2 separate regions of the Arachis hypogaea genome follow, and region 2 is linked to region 1. The links are chromatin contacts, called in public Hi-C maps. All regions are on one chromosome and are shown on one strand. Each heading gives the region's core, a stretch centred on a gene start, on an enhancer-like site or on the middle of the called end of the contact. The rest is flanking DNA. Distances are from core to core; before and after follow the strand shown. Region 1 holds the start of LOC112800871 (protein cornichon homolog 4). Region 2 holds the start of LOC112800873.

Region 1 (3,992 bases), core at 1,020-3,519:
TTCCTGATTTTTCCTTTCTATTACCACAATTACTAATTGACTTACATTTTTTTGTCCCATTGATTGGAACATACTGATGTTATTTCTGTCATCATGTCATGCAATTAAATAGCAATAGTCGATCCTATGATTCGTCAGCCTCATACATTTTGATTAATTTAACTTTGCGAAGAAGACAGAAAGAAAAACCAAGATACATTAGCTATGCTAGTTCTACGAGATATTATTAACACTTTCCCATATCATGCAACTAATTAATGGAGTAAATCCAATGTGATCAAATGAGTATGAAAGGTATGCAGGATTTTCATACTGATTTTCCTTATAATTATATCTTATTTTCATGAATTGAACTCATATACATACATATAGACACATACCCATCCTCCGGAGCATGGATTTCAAGAAACAAACAAGTGTATCGTTCAATCGAGTGAGTTGTAGATCATCCTGCATCAAAGTGAATGTTGAATTAAGAATATACATTTTTATTGTAATGCAAAAAAGAGAGGCATTGTTTGAGATAATAAGTCAGTATACCAAAATAGAGAGAGGAAAAGGGAGAAAACAAGATAGATGAGTTTGAGGAGGCGGTGCTTCTTTTCCCAGGACAGGTTGTTGAATATCTCTGTAACATCAATTAAATGCTTTCTTTGCCTATATCTGATATATATCATTTCCAACACATTAAATAAAAAGAAAAGAAGGTGCCATGTCACGTGAAAGTAAAGTAAGTAGGTACTGACAAATGGAGATTGAAGCAGAGGTAAGGAAGAGACAGAAGTGTCAATATCCAATGGGAGTTAACAAGGTAGAAAGAGGTAAGGAGAGCCTGAATAATGAACTCGGGTAAGACCACCATGTTGATTCGAGAAGAGGAGTCATAGGCATTTATGTAATCGAATTCCAGGTCTGCCAGGCACATTAGCTGCAACACAAATATGAATATGAACCATAAGCGAGGGAGATTGAATTCATAGATAGAGATGGAGATGGACCTGGTAAATGAGGAGGGCCAGTAAGGAAAAGAGGAGCAAGAAGGAGATGAGCCACGTTAATATGTCACCCATATCTCTTCTCTCTCCTGTTTCTCCTTAATTTTCAGATTCATTCAGCCTCTAACCTCAGCTCTCTCTGTCTCTGTCACCAATCTCAGATATCTACGCCACGCCCCACAAACACACCACCCATCAAACAACATACACAAAACACTCCTACTATTGTTTCTCTTTGGTCAACCTATCTTATTTCAAACTAATACACTACTATCATAACTGCCTTAAAAAATATGTTGCAATTTTATTTTTGGCCTTGAGTGGATAAACATTAGATCAAAGGCCACACTTTGACCCAAGTGCTATTCTAGGTAAGGTAATAATTAATTTCTTCTAAAATAAATCACTTTTATACAAGCGGAGATCATCACAAGCTTTAATTATATGATTAATCTCTATGTTAATTTCAAATAATGTAGTCATGGCCAAAGTATTGTTATATTGTCGTGTACCATTTTCCTAACCCCTCTCAGTCCCAAAAATTGTTATACATGAACCGCATTGAAAAGCGTTTAGTTGAGTAATTACTAATTAGAGAAGGAGGAATGCTAGAAACTCAAAGAATTTATTAATTTTTTTGGCCGATCAATAATATTTAAAAGTGTTAAAGTGTAAATGAAGAATATATTGTTGGATTATTAGATTAAAGGTATTGAATTGATAATGCAGGATCGTTGGCAAAAAAACAATAAATTTTATTCTTTTTAAAATTTTTTATTTGAGAAATTAACGATATTAACGATATCATGTATGTATAAAAATCTTAAAAATTAAAAAGAATAGAATGGTTGAAGGAACAAAGAATAAGACAAGACAACAGGACAAAAAAATAAATCAATCATGGCCAGATGTTACATTCGGTGGTGATGAGAGTATGAGATTCAAAGCTTGCAAGAAATATTTTGAAGAAAATATGAAAAATTTGACTCTGCCAGTGTGTGTGGACGACTATACTAATAGACACATACACTCAAATAAATTACTCCTACATTGTATTTTAAATTCTGTAAGACAGGAGCAATGCACATATATACAACAAAGCCATTCAACGTTGCACTACTAGATAGTACTTACTTGATGTATTCAGACATACCTCCACGCACGTATCCAAAACTTGACCAAACTCACAAAGATAATTTAAAATAAGGGAAGCACAGAAAAGTGCACTCTCTCTAGAATTTTGTCCATAGTTTCATGACGACATGCCAACATTGCAATATGATTACATACATTAGTATACACAATGATCGTAAAAAAGGAATGCAATAATTAAAATAAACTGTTGGGAAATGCATGCAAGAATGAATCAACGAATGAATGGGCGTCCGTTAATTAGCCAGAATTAAAAGGTAGGAGGTCTGGAACAGAGAAAGAAATTCCTTGAACCGAGGTTTTTCAACTTGTCATTTGGATTCAAACCTGCACCAGCCCAATAGTGAATGGTTGGGTGTATATATGTAGAGCATAGGATGATTGGATTGAAGGTGAATTAAATAACGTACTTTGGAGGGTGAAGGGAGAGTAGTGAAGGTCGTAGGAGTGAGGAGGAGTGTCCTTCAAGGGTGGCCTTCTCTTCTCGTAGGCATAAATGGACAAGGCTGCCTTAATCAAATCGGCGACGGTGTCTTCGGGGCGCATCAGCACCTGAATTGCTCCCAAGCTATTCTCCACGGTCACCTTTAGTAGCATTTTCGTTGGCCCAACACCACACTCACTCTTCTTCAGGCTCCCACCAGGACTTGACACCGATCCACCCATTTCTTTTGAGAGAGAGAGAGAGAGAGAGAGAGAGAGAGAGAGAGAGAGAGAGAGAGAGAGAGATTTTAGTTGATTGCACGTAATGAGAGTTAGGAGTGTGTGTCTGTTGTTGAAGTGAACGTGAGAATGATGTGACTTTTGTGTTATATGGGAGAAGGGACTAGGAAGAAGCACGAAACTTCTTGGAAGGTGCCTTGGTTTTTAACTTTTGTTGGGAATATGTGGAGGCAGCCTCGATCACGTTGCTGATTGCCCACATCAGAATCACTATCACATGACATATGCTACTCACTCTCTAGTGGGAAGAAATTCAGGTGGGTAATTAATTTAATGAAAAGTTTGATAGTTAAAAATAATTAAATAATTTAAAAAATTTATCTAAATTATTATTTAATAATTTTTAATTATTAATTTTATATAAAAAAAATTGGATTTGGATCCTCTAAAATTTGAAATTCACTTTAGATAATAAGATGTGATCTTCTATTCTTGAATAGTTTCTCTTTCATATTTATTTTTGGCTTCACCTATGAAATTAATGGTGAGAGATCACACTTTACTCTATAAAGTGAAATTCAAACTTTAGAGGATCCAAATCAAAAAAATTTGGTATTAAAACGGGGTTTAAGTTCGAAAGAAAAAATTTAAATACAAACTAGTTGGGATAAAGTAATTTTTTGTCCATCATCAACTAAGATGCTAACTATCTTTAGGAAGATTATTCCAAACAATCTCGTCATGTAACCAATAAAGATTCTACCAATTTTTTCCAACTCTTATTTATGGTTGTATTTAACAGAAGTGTCTTCGTGAATATGTCTAATGGAAGTGTCTTTTTTATGACTGTGTCTAATGGAAGTGCCTTTGTGAATGTGTCTCATGGATGTGTCTCCTTATACATGCGTTTTCTAATAGATGTGTCTTTGATCGAATTGAGAAGGTAGAAACGAGATAGAGAGAGCGCGCTGCGGTGGATGGCGACGATGCAGTTCGCAAGGGGGAAGGTGCCGCAGTGGTCCTGCGGAGGAGAAAATTGTACATGCAAAGCGCGTGTTGCAGCGACGGGGATTGATTGCGGAGGACACCGACACTGCTCAGAGGATCGTCGGGGGGAGGCTGCGGCAGGGGCACAGACGCGAACCACTGCACACATTCCGAGCAGTGCAACTAAGGCGCGAC
Region 2 (3,992 bases), core at 435-2,934, 130 kb after region 1:
TTACTCTTCCGTAGATAAAAACTTCTACTACCTACATCCCCGATCAGTTCTGATTTGTCCAAACCTACCAAGCAAGAAGCAACAAAGTCAACTAAAACTCTGTCAAATCCACTGTATAATAATAAGCTACCGCGTTTAATTTGCCAATTCTATAATGGAAAAGTCTAGGGGACCAGCAGTTTTGTTGAATTTTGGCCAGCATGTAACCAGCAGAAGAAGGTGAACCATTGGATGAAATCTCACACCAATCTCACACCATCAAATCATCATTGATGGCTAGTTGATGGCTAACAATCACAAAAATTACTGGCCCCCTAGCATTGCTCTTCTATAATATATGTCATTTTATATTATAGTATTATATGTTCGGCTAATAATATTATATTATTTAAACTTAGATAGATAATAATTTTTATAAATAATATAAATAATAAATTCTAAAATTAGTTTAATAAAATAAAAATATACTACATTTTAAATTATTTATCTAAATTTTAATATTAACATAATTATCTTAATAAATTGAATATATGATATATCAATTGTTATTTTTATTGTCAATCTATATTTTTTCTTATTATTAGTATTATTAATCAGTGACTTACTTTGGAGACTGAAATGGGATTGATGCAATTGGAATGTTGATGAAGGTGCATCAAGGTCGAGGCTGGGGCTCCTGCCTTCTTCTCTATATATATCGATCACGCGCTTTATTGTGTCATCCACACTGGATCCCAATTTCACCATGGTTCTCACTGGCCCTGGACTTCCTTCAACCGTTACATTAACCACCACCTTAGCTTCCTTCTCATACCTCTGATGTAACTAAAATCAATATAATTATCCACTATTATAATTGTAATTATCACATAACAAACTAGAATTTGATGATCGATCTGGAACAATAATCACAAACGAAACGGTTATATCAAAAGCTGCAGCAGATTGGCGAGAAATTAAAGCTGAAAGCATTCATTTAGAACAAATATACCTTGTTAGGTACAAGGATTGGAGAGGAAGCAAAGAGAGAAGGGGAAGAAACGAAGGCTTCGGAGAAGGTTTGAGGGCGGAAAAGGCTCCCTTCGCTCTTCAACTCATATTCGAAGAAATCGTCTCTGCCTCTCGAGAGAAGCAGAGGCGCCGATGAGCAGCGCTTCAAGATCTTGAGATCAGGCCTCGACTTATTTTTGGACCTCCGACGAGACGACGGAGATGGCGACGGCGAGGGATGCGGCGGTTTGATTCTCCGGGATCGGATCGCAGGCGATCGTCGGCGCGAACTGCTCCGCAACATGCAAGGGGACTTGTTAATTAGTTGGTTCCTGAGTAATATAAAAATGTAAAATCAGTTTTCAAGAACTGTTTTTGTGATTTATATACAAAGTAGGGGAGCTAGAATATGAGAATGGTAGTTAAGTTGAGGGCGTGGGTTGCGTGTGTGGAGGGAACTTATGCCAGGCAGGAATAACCGTCAAGCTCTTTATTATTTTTTTCAATTTTACTACTACTTCACTTTGAATTTGAAGGCAGGGCAGGCACTGCTAAGCTATTTGGTGGGTCTTGTACTCTTGTTCTTGCGTGGGTCCTACACTCCTTTTGTTCGCCTTTAGGGATGCATGGATGCCTTTCATATAGTTTCCTTCGTTCGTTTCCTCTCTCTTTTTTCCTAAAAGTTAACCAAACACGACTCACACCGTGACCGTCCTCCTCTTAATATTCTTTTCTTATTACTTAGGTCAATTCCTTTATTATGTGAAACAGAAGCGGATTAAATAATGTTATCTCATTTTGGTGATGTATGGTCTTGGAAAATGAATCAAGGAATAAATACAGTGAAAATATTGTAATGAATTTCACAGTTCACTGAAAAAGATTAAACATAAACTTTGATTGGGTTTCTTAGGCGGTACGGGCAAGAAGATGACGCTCAAATATTTACTATTCTGGAATAATGAATGAGTCGCCAACCTGTTGACAGGCTTCCTACTGCGGCAAAACAATTACTACTAAAAACACTGGTTCCCTTAGTTTTTTTTGGTCAGGCTGGTTCCCTTAGTTTGAAGATAATAATGATGCAGACAAACACTAGGAGACTAATTTCTAGCTAAGAGGATCCCAGGAACCAAACAAACGTTTTTTTTTTTTTCAAGGATATCCACTGCCGACTAATATCTTCGCTGTGGATCATCTGCCAATACTTTTCTATGCCCAACGAGCAAATGGCTTGCTAAAAGCCTAAGGATCTAAGAAACCCAGCGAACCATGAAATTTTAGGACTGGGTCAATATGTTGTTTCTTTTTATGTTCTGCAATCCATATGGATCCAACTATAACTTCTTTACGTTCGTTACCAAATGAATAAGCCCAAAGAAAAATAAGCTTAAAAGCCCGGTTTGTTTCCTCAAACGTCTCAACTCTATCATATTGCATTTCTTTTCTGTACAAACTACTCTGGGCTGACCATACCGCCCAACAAAAAAAAAGGAGCAAGTAATGATAGTCATATAGCATCCCATTGTCATGGCAATTATAAAATGCTAACTGAATGTGGCTACAAGTATCTACTGACTACTTGCTTTTAATTAATGAAATTAACTAAAAGATCATACTGATTATTTCAATGAAAAGAATGATAATTTTCACTAAAAGTTTTCTTTTTGTTGTTTCCTTAACAAGTGTTATTACGAAAAAGCAAAAACATTAGTAAAATGTAAAAACAATCACATACTCTACTTTCATTCCCCTCCTCTTATTACCTTTGCAAAAAAAAAAAAGTGTAATTTTCTACTATTTTAAAAATTACACAGATGACCATTGTCAAATTTATGTATAATAACATTTCAGATAACATCTTATTCGAATTTCTAAGAGATTTTTATCATGTGTTTCTTGGTCTTGCTCTTTGTATTTTCCTCCTTACACTTTATTCCTACCCGGATACACAAGCAATCTTCAGAATAGAATATATTAATCATCTTAAAAAATATCACTAAGATAATTTATAACAAGCCCGTCTAGCTCAGTCGGTAGAGCGCAAGGCTCTTAACCTTGTGGTCGTGAGTTCGAGCCCCACGGTGGGCGAAATAAGTTTTTCCTATTTCCTACTCTATGTCAATGTCACCCCCCAATTCTTGCTTTTCATTCAACCACTTTTATAAAGTCGGGGGGAAATTGTAAATGAGCTTTTTGTATCTCATTGTTGGTCTCAGCCTTTAAGGCTTTCTTTTTGAAGGCATCACTGGAAATATATTTCTCAATCCTTGGCCATACACGTGGATAGGATTCCTTGGTAAATGGTATTGGTAATGATGGGGCCCGGGCTTTTCCTTTCGGTAGGCGACCAGACCTCTGTTCCTCACCCAACGTACAACCATTCTTCCCTTTTCTTATCCATTTTTGGTATTTCGGATGGATAATAATGGAAGCCAAATATATGTATGTATGTGTATCCTTGCCACTTTTTCTCCATTTTCTTTGCCAAACACAGGAATATAATGAAACTGGGACTGGAAAACCTTCCAACCTTCTTATGGATGCCGATATAGTATATGAAGGGATTTTTTATTGCCACTATCCCTATATATATAGTTGTAGTTGTACTTACTAGAATATAAATTAGAGGTTGTTATGATCTTGTGTGTTTATCAATCAATCAGTGTTCTCACTTCTCAGCGCTCTTCTATTTTACTCCTATTCATTATCTCAAAGCGGGTACGGTACACTCTTTTAATAAGTGTTAGATGCAATATTTAGATAGAGTAGTCGGTACATGAATAATTATAATAATTTATATGGGTTTAGTTTATAATAAATTCAACGAAGAATTAGAGATATAATAAAACAATAATTGACGTCTCAGGTAGTCTCTCATAATCTCATGGACTCAATCTAATTACTCGTTGGTCCCCATCATCAATGTTCTGGATCCGTACCTGCTTTTGCAAATGCATATGGATGGAGAGGGCTTTGATGGAAGTATCAATGATTTCATC

What was found. Hi-C and Micro-C count contacts between places; a contact is called where the count stands out from the background.
Region 2: a Hi-C map of an unstated tissue shows a contact between it and region 1, with 4 times the contacts expected there. The contact joins the promoter of LOC112800873 here to the promoter of LOC112800871 in region 1. A contact is called at or near these places in 3 of 8 Hi-C or Micro-C datasets (leaf and an unstated tissue).

The regions. Positions count from the first base shown.
Region 1 is chr5:13,444,126-13,448,117 of arahy.Tifrunner.gnm2.J5K5, forward strand. It overlaps LOC112800871 (protein cornichon homolog 4), which reads right to left and starts at 2,270. Exons shown (of 6, transcript XM_072236724.1): 1 at 2,130-2,270; 2 at 999-1,160; 3 at 747-928; 4 at 541-663; 5 at 381-450. The coding sequence starts at 1,070. The coding sequence ends at 426.
Region 2 is chr5:13,574,340-13,578,331 of arahy.Tifrunner.gnm2.J5K5, forward strand. LOC112800873 reads right to left here and starts at 1,685. Exons shown (of 3, transcript XR_003818469.2): 1 at 992-1,685; 2 at 606-896; 3 at 1-64. It overlaps TRNAK-CUU (transfer RNA lysine (anticodon CUU)), which reads left to right and starts at 3,009; the gene lies at 3,009-3,081.